2 separate regions of the Mus musculus genome follow, and region 2 is linked to region 1. The links are chromatin contacts, called in public HiChIP or PLAC-seq maps. All regions are on one chromosome and are shown on one strand. The core of a region is the stretch at or near the end of the contact, and the rest is flanking DNA. Distances in the headings are between cores, read along the strand shown. Region 1 has its middle 16 kb from the start of 3300005D01Rik. Region 2 overlaps Snx9 (sorting nexin 9).

Evidence for each region. HiChIP or PLAC-seq counts read pairs in DNA pulled down with a chosen protein or histone mark.
Region 2: an H3K27ac HiChIP or PLAC-seq map of the HPC-7 cell line shows a contact between it and region 1, with 6 times the contacts expected there. The contact joins two enhancer-like sites. A contact is called at or near these places in 30 of 484 Hi-C or Micro-C datasets (CD8 T cells, DN3 thymocytes, LSK cells and 18 more) and 23 of 115 datasets of contacts at active chromatin or transcription factors (CD8 T cells, the HPC-7 cell line, a beta-TC-6 cell line and 18 more).

Annotation. Positions count from the first base shown.
Region 1 is chr17:5,812,061-5,816,391 of GRCm38.p6, forward strand. It overlaps the pseudogene Gm10231. Among named protein-coding and RNA genes, the nearest start is that of 3300005D01Rik, 16 kb to the left of the region's middle. Within about 2 kb of position 1,956, at least 115 of the 459 cell types and tissues checked have an H3K27ac peak or open chromatin away from gene starts, as enhancers often do. A contact at or near this core is called in CD8 T cells, the HPC-7 cell line, bone marrow-derived macrophages and 2 more, where this site is marked.
Region 2 is chr17:5,884,044-5,887,930 of GRCm38.p6, forward strand. Snx9 (sorting nexin 9) reads left to right here. Exons shown (of 18, transcript NM_025664.6): 2 at 2,954-3,040. Among named protein-coding and RNA genes, the nearest start is that of Gm35474, 38 kb to the left of the region's middle. Within about 2 kb of position 1,593, at least 98 of the 459 cell types and tissues checked have an H3K27ac peak or open chromatin away from gene starts, as enhancers often do. A contact at or near this core is called in CD8 T cells, the HPC-7 cell line, bone marrow-derived macrophages and 2 more, where this site is marked.

The DNA of each region.
Region 1 (4,331 bases), core at 706-3,205:
GGATGTTGTCTCTTGTGTCAATGAATTCAAGGCTGTTGCCTGCTTTCTTTTCTATCGGATTCACCATATCTGGTTTTATGTTGACGTCCTTGTTCCATTTGGAGTTGAGTTTTATACAGATGATAGTGTCCATATCTTTGGATTCTTCTACATGTAGCCATCCAGTCTGAGCAGCACCATTTGTTGAAGATGCTATCTTTTTTTCCAGTGTGTATTTCTGGCAACTTTATAAAAAATCAGGAGTCCATACGTGTGTGGGATTTATGTCTGGGTTTTCAATTCTATTTCACTGGTCATCATGTCCGTTTTTGTGCCAATACCATGCTGTTTTTATTATTATAGCTCTGGAGTACAATTTGAAGTTGGAAATGGTGATACCTCCAGTGCTTCTTCTATTATTCAGGATACTGAGGTCTGGCCTGGTGCTGTCCCCTGTTCCTGACGGGCCTCCCTGGGTAGCCTGGGAGTCAGGCCATTCTGTTTTCTCCACTAAGAAGGAAGGCTGAAGATGCAGTGTGAACCTCAACAGGATGTGGCACAGTTGGTGGATAATTAGAGTGTGCACTCCACAGAAAGCTGTTAGAACTAAGTATTATTTTTCTAGGCACTCTGAAAGGAAGACTTTACAAGCATCGACTGGTGACTCTCAAGGTGACTCGAGAATGTGGCCACTGACTGGTGTGCCTCCATCCTCCCAGAAGAGGGATTTATGAGCATCCCCATGGAAGGATGTGACCTTCCAGGGCCAGAACTGTGTCCAGCATAGAAATGGAGACCCACGCCAGGCGTGGTGGCGCACGCCTTTAATCCCAGCACTCGGGAGACAGAGGCAGGCGGATTTCTGAGTTCGAGGCCAGCCTGGTCTACAGAGTGAGTTCCAGGACAGCCAGGGCTACACAGAAAAACCCTGTCTCGAAAAACCAAAAAAAAAAAAAAAAAAAAAAAAGAAAAAAAAAGAAATGGAGACCCAGAAGTAGACAGGACTCCCAGTTAGATGTGAATTTCAGAGAAGTGACAGAAAAGCAACTTACATGCTTTGCTTTCCAAAAAACTGTTCCATGAAACATCATTTCATAGAAAAATTACTGGGGCTGGAGAGTTGGCTCAGCAATTAAGAATACTTGCTGCTCTTGTGGAGGGACTCAAGTCCAGCTCCCAGCACCCACGTGGCAGCTTCCAACTGCCTGTCACTCCAATGTCAAATGATCTGATATCCATTTCTGGCCCCCATCCACACTCACCACACTTCTACAGTACACAGACACACATACAAGCAAAATACCCATAAGCAAACAGTAAAAATGCAAATTAAAATGTTCATTGTCTACCTGAAGCTCAAGTTTAATTGAGCCTTCTGTCTTTGTTTCATCTTTTCACCAAACCTGGCAACCCTATGTAGAAGCATGACCTTCATCTGCTATTGGCAGTAATGTTGCTCCCATGGCATGTAAACACCCCTCCTTAAAGCTGATGTTTGTTAGAGATGCTACTCACCTGTATTCTGCAGTTGCGGCCCTCGTAGTCAGATCATGTCTATCCTGTGTATCTACACAGAACATCACACTGTTTAAACAGGACTTTGTGAAGCTAAGAGGACTTAGGTTGGCTGGACTTGAGGTTGGCTAATCTGATGTTATGGTTTTCAAGGTTAAAAAAAAAAAAAACAGATAATGGAATTACCCATGTTCAACCATCCTGTATAGGTTGCTAGTGAGTAAATTCCTAAGAACAGGGTGTCCTATGCCCACCCACCCCTTCTCAGAGGTCCAGCTGGGACCCCTTATGGATGACCATGTGGTCCTGTGACGTTGTCCGCTTGCCACCTTCGGGTCCTCCAGAGGAAGCCTTAGTCCAGCTCATGTGATTCCCCCGAGGGAGAGCATGTTTACTCACTATAACAGACAGCTTTCATTCCTCACCAGATTCTCTGAGCAGCGTTGACTGTGGAAAATGGGCTCTAGTGATGACTCAGAGACCCAGGAAGGGCAGGCCTTGAGAGAATAAAGATAGCACGAGTAGCCTGCAGCATCTTTGTCTTTCTTGAAAGGACTTCCTTAATTCTGCACGCTGTAAGCAGAAAGCATCAGCTGGGTTGGCTGGAAATAGCTGTAATACACATGAGAGCAGCAACACCCTGTGTGTGTGTGTGTGTGTGTGTGTGTGTGTGTGTGTGTGTGTGTGTGTGTGTGTGTGTGTGTATGTGTGTGTGTGTGTGTGTGTGTGTGTGTGTGTGTGTGTGTGTGTGAGTGTGTGTGTGTGTGTGTGTGTGTGTGTGTGTGTGTGTGTTTGTGTGTTATTTGAGCTAGAGGCAAATGAAAACAGATGCAATAAGCCCTCCTAGGGCTTCCCTAATCTGATGAAAAGCAGGAAGTTCTGAGACTCACAGGCCACTAGATGTCCCTTCTGAAGGAGCCTGGGGGTCTTGAAGACGATTCCAAGCACAATGGGACTGTAAAGTAAAGACTTTCTAAAATAGTCTTTTCTGCTCTTAGTGTCCATATAAAAAGCCAAACTTCCTGCTTACCTGTCTCTTGATTCTCTTAAGAGTCCCTACTGTTTGTTAAGGTCCCTGGTAGTAGCTATCTCTTAGGACTGCCCCTGACTGGCTTTCTACTAAGCACATGTTAGTAATTTGACTGGTGTTCTCTTGCTTGTCTGTCTTTTGTCAGGGTCACAGCTGAGAAATTTCGATGACAGAGGAAATGGTTCTTGTATCCCACAGCCACATACAGAAACATGCTGCTGTCATGATATGTAGAAAGCTATAAAATAGTATTTTCTAAGTGGATTTGGGTAAAGTAAAGAAACATATTGTGGTAATTTAGGATAATCTCTAAAAAAACAAACAGAGGCACAAGGAATAAATGTTATTGATGTATGATTTAAGTGTTGAGATATTTCCCGAAAAACAACATAAGAAAGGAAAATTCAGGAGGGAAGCCTTAGAAGAGGCAGTTAGGGAGTGAATCTGAGGACAGTAAACTTAAATACAAGGAAGATGAGCAAGACCTGCTTGCGTGCTGTCGAGAGAGACACACACTAAGGACAGACACAGGGGTCGAAGTTAACTGCAGAGAGAACGGAGGCATCAGCATTAGTTTGGACAAAATAAGCATCAGGGTGAGGAGTAGTATTGACACAGGAGACATTTTTGGACTACAAAGAGGCCAGGGCCTCAGAAGGCACAGTGACAGTGTGGTTGCTTCAAATGGCATGCAGCAAGCAGTAAAGATGGCAGCAATGAGGGAACAGAGAGGTCCTGGCTCCCTGTTGGAAGTCCTAACACTTCCTCTTAGAAAGAAAGAAAGAAAGAAAGAAAGGAAGGAAGGAAGGAAGGAAGGAAGGAAGGAAGGAAGGAAGGAAGGAAGGAAGGAACCGGAGCCGACTTCAGTGGAGTGAGAATAGAGAAATTGTAACATTGTAACCAAAGCGGCTGCTGAATCTGAAGTTCTCTGCAGCCTGAACTCTGTGTCCTGCAATGAAGGGAGGGGCTGGGGAATCTGCATTTTGGAAGTCCGATAAGCGATCTCCATTCCCAAACACCAGACTCCTTGAGGCTTTTCCATGTTTGGTTATTAAGGAGCCCCACTCGCAGGAGGTTTGAACATGTCTTATTATCCTCCTTTTCTTTCTCTTTTTCCCCCCTTTTTTGGCGTGCCTGTGTGCGCATGCACTGCCGCGTGGGTGCGTGCCACAGAGTGGAGAGCTGTTGATGTCCTCGGTTACCAGCCCTCACCTCTCCCCTCGTTTGATGCTTGTTGTCTTTGTTGTTCAGGACTGTATCTGCCAAGCACCGTGGCCCTCGAGCTTCCTGGGACCTCCTGTCTCTGCCGCCCATCTCACCTTGAGAGCAGATCCTGCAGATATTGCTACACCTAGCTTTTTACATAGCTTCTGATGATTTGAGGTAAGATCCTCACACTTGTGGCGAGCACGTTACCCACACCATCCCCCAGGCCCAGGATGGTGACTTTTTTTTTTTTTTTTCATCTTATTAATACAGTATTTATTTGTCTTCTCTCTGTCAAACCCTGAGCCAAGCACTTTCCCCAGACTTCTTGGGGAGTTACAGGAAAAGGAACATACAGGGCAGACGAGACACGAAAGAACCATGGGAGGTGGAAGTGGAGACAGCTGCTTCACATGGCGAAGAGGATGAGAAAGGCCACCATTAGGCAAAAGAGCCCCATGGCCTCTGAGAGGGCAAAGCCCAGAATCGCGTAGGAGAAGAGTTGTTGCTTCAGAGAAGGGTTCCTGGCATAGCCAATGATGAGACTCCCAAAAACAGTCCCAATCCCTGCCCCAGAGCCAGCCACCCCAACTGTCGCAGC
Region 2 (3,887 bases), core at 343-2,842, 72 kb after region 1:
CCGTGTGTATAGGAAGTAGACAGTTACACTGGAGCTGAGGCCGTGTGTATAGGAAGTAGGCAGTAGACACTGGAGCTGAGGCCGTGTGTATAGGAAGTAGGCAGTAGACACTGGAGCTGAGGCCGTGTGTATAGGAAGTAGTCAGCAGACACTGGAGCTGAGGCCGTGTGTATAGGAAGTAGACAGTTACACTGGACCTGAGGCCGTGTGTATAGGAAGTAGACAGTTACACTAGAGCTGAGGCTGTGTGTATAGGAAGTAGACAGTTACACAGGAGCTGAGGCCGTGTGTATAGGAAGTAGACAGTTACACTGGAGCTGAGGCCGTGTGTATAGGAAGTAGGCAGTAGACACTGGAGCTGAGGCCGTGTGTATAGGAAGTAGACAGTTACACTGGAGCTGAGGCCGTGTGTATAGGAAGTAGACAGTTACACTGGAGCTGAGGCCGTGTGTATAGGAAGTAGACAGTTACACTGGAGCTGAGGCCGTGTGTATAGGAAGTAGACAGTTACACTGGAGCTGAGGCCGTGTGTATAGGAAGTAGGCAGTAGACACTGGAGCTGAGGCCGTGTGTATAGGAAGTAGTCAGCAGACACTGGAGCTGAGGCCGTGTGTATAGGAAGTAGACAGTTACACTGGACCTGAGGCCGTGTGTATAGGAAGTAGACAGTTACACTAGAGCTGAGGCTGTGTGTATAGGAAGTAGACAGTTACACAGGAGCTGAGGCCGTGTGTATAGGAAGTAGACAGTTACACTGGAGCTGAGGCCGTGTGTATAGGAAGTAGGCAGTAGACACTGGAGCTGAGGCCGTGTGTATAGGAAGTAGACAGTTACACTGGAGCTGAGGCCGTGTGTATAGGAAGTAGACAGTTACACTGGAGCTGAGGCCGTGTGTATAGGAAGTAGACAGTTACACTGGAGCTGAGGCCGTGTGTATAGGAAGTAGACAGTTACACTGGAGCTGAGGCCGTGTGTATAGGAAGTAGGCAGCAGACACTGGAGCTGAGGCCAGTATCTATTTGTGAGTCTGCATCCATTTGTGCTGCCACAACAGAATGCAGAGGGCAGGCAGCTTACAGAGACTGGAATTTATTTCACCAGCATTACAGATACAGGGAAGTCAAATTCAAGACTCTATTAGCCCTCCTTCTGTGCATCAGGTGGAGGGGAGGATGCCGGTCCTCACGTGGCAGAAAAGCTAGAGAGTAAGCCCTCTCTAAGAAGTCTGGTTTGTAGCAATGCATTCTGAGTGTAGTAGCAGCTCCGTTAGGTTCCTGCTCAGAACACCGGACCCGGGGTGATGGCTGAACATGAGCTTTGAAGGGCACACACTCTCCAACCATCGTGTTGTGGCTGTTCACCAATGTCTAGAGTGCGAAGCAGTTTCCACCCATCGCTTTGCGTGTCACTGTCTCGCATTCCACTTCACAGAATTACACATAGTCACCAGGGCCTTCAGGATTCAGTACCTGGGGAGCAACTGAATTTAGCTGAACTGAAAAATGCAACAGGCATCTCAAGGAGCAACAACAAAGCAGCAGGTTGCTCCCCAGCCTGGAGCTGGGCCAGCAGGCCGGGCTCTGCTCCAGAGGAAGCTCACTTCCTTCCGCAGGCCGCCCTCCCATTTATCTCCCCCTGCCCTCGCCGCAGAGGGCTGAGGTTGATGTGACATGCCTCCAAAAAACATCCCACAATGTGACAAGCAGAATTCTATCGACTGTGCAGCTGTGTGAGGACAGTACCTCCACGTGGTTTCTTTGTCCGTTGTCCTGGGCTGTGTAGACTGGCAGTGTTTGTCCCCTTGCCTGTCCCTCAGCCTCAGCCCCTTCCTTGCTGCCAGGAGACAGCGGATGGGGTTTCTTGACTGACAGACTACACTGCCATTTGTTTCTTTCCAGGATTTTTTTAAGGAAAAATTTCAAATGTGGGCAAAAGTCAAAAAAATTTTCCACTGAACATTATGAAGCACCCGTTAAAGCGTGTCGGAGCTTTAAGTACCTGGCCCATGGCTTGTTCACAGATAGTTTCTATTACTTTTGTATGTATTTCAAGGTAGTGGGGCCCCTCTCATCTTCTCACTACGTGTGAGTCTTCCATCTCTGTTAAAATAGTTGGAATTGAAGCAGCTCTGAGAGGAAGACAGTGGTGAGTTCAGGCTGGTCCTTCTCTGCTGGCTGCTGGCTACTGGCTGCTGGCTACTGGCTGCTGCCTGCTGCCTGCTGCCTGCTGCCTGCTGCCTGCTGCCTGCTGCCTGCTGCCTGCTGCCTGCTGCCTGCTGCCTGCTGCCTGCTGCCTGCTGCCTGCTGCCTGCTGCCTGCTGCCTGCTGCCTGCTGCCTGCAGGGCGTTTACTGAGGATAGGTTTAGTGAGTGCAGCTGCACTGTCCTCTGTCACAGCCACATGCCCCACAAGTAGGTGATCCACTTTGAAAGTTCGAAAATCAGAGCTATTTGGGAGAACTGGCTAGTATACATAGTCCTGTTGTAGCTCTTGGTCCGGCGGAAAGTGTGGAAGAGTGTCCGTGTCTGCTGTGTGAGGCTAGAAGTCATCCTAGGGGCTAGCTCCTGGGCTGAAGAGTGATCCCAAGAGTTTCTGTCGTGTGTAAGGCTGGCATAGCATGCCTGCCTGTGTGCAATGCCTCCATTCCTGAGTGGACCCATTACCAGTGCCTGCATCTGCTTCTGACCACATGGAAGGGGAGGGCTTTTGCTTTAATGAAGCAGGTGTGTTTGGAATTGTATTTTAGGACCAACCTCTCTAAATGCAATATGTGCAGGGGCTCTAGTCATTGGGTTCTGAAGGAGCTAGGTGTCCTGAACTGTCTCTCCTTTTCTCCTGGTCAGCCACAGGCACTGTCAGGTTCACACAGTTGCACTTACAGGCAAGCTAAGATGTTGAGATCTGTTTTGGACTTAACATTTGTAACGTCCTCTTTTCCTGCCCACTTCCTGCAGGCTCGGGTCATGTACGACTTTGCTGCTGAGCCTGGAAACAATGAGCTGACCGTTACTGAAGGAGAAATCATCACAGTTACAAACCCGGTAAGAGCGGGCGAGCGTACAGTGCTGTGGATGTGCGTTCATGTGGTGCCTTTCTTCTACATGCTCAGCAGCTCACATCGGTGTTTCAGCTGGTGCTTATGAAATGCTGATGCTACAAGAAGCTGTCACATGCACACCTAGAGAAGTTCAGCCCCTGCATGTGGCTGAGTGTGTGACTAAATTTATTGCGCCTCTTTTTTGCTGGTGTTCCCTAACATTTGTAGCCTGCCAAGCATCTGTTGTGGTTCTGAAATCAACTCCCAGTGGTTTGTCCCTACGCTACAGGGCTGAGTCTCTGTAATACATAGGCAGTCATGCCGACGGTCCTAAACAGCTTAGTTTCTGATTGCTCTCTCTGTTCTTAGCCTGACCCTGTAGTAGGATTACCAGAAAGCAGTGTGTGTTAGCTTAGCTCCCAGCAGGGCCACAACACCGTGTTCATAAACCCTCTTTGAACTTGTGTGTGCACATAGAGGCGTTCATCTTCATACATGCACGAGCAGCTCTGACTACACCGCTCTTCCCTTCCCTTCCTTTCCCATAAGCATTTGTGTGGTCTCTGGGTTCAGACTCCCTCTGGTGGAAATTTAGCACATTTCTTTTTATAGAATACAATTTTTATAGCCCATTGAGTTTCTTCTGTGATCTTTGTTGCTCAGAAGTAAACAATACCATTATTAAATCATCCAGGCCACGCACGCTCTGTTATCTCTGTGGTAGTCACCACACTGTCCAATTCTCTTTATATGCAACTTAATTGTAAGCATTCTTAAGTCTTTAGCAGGACTGTGAGATGAAAGCTGTTTGAAATAAAAGTTCTGAGGAAAATTATCTCAATTACTCTTAT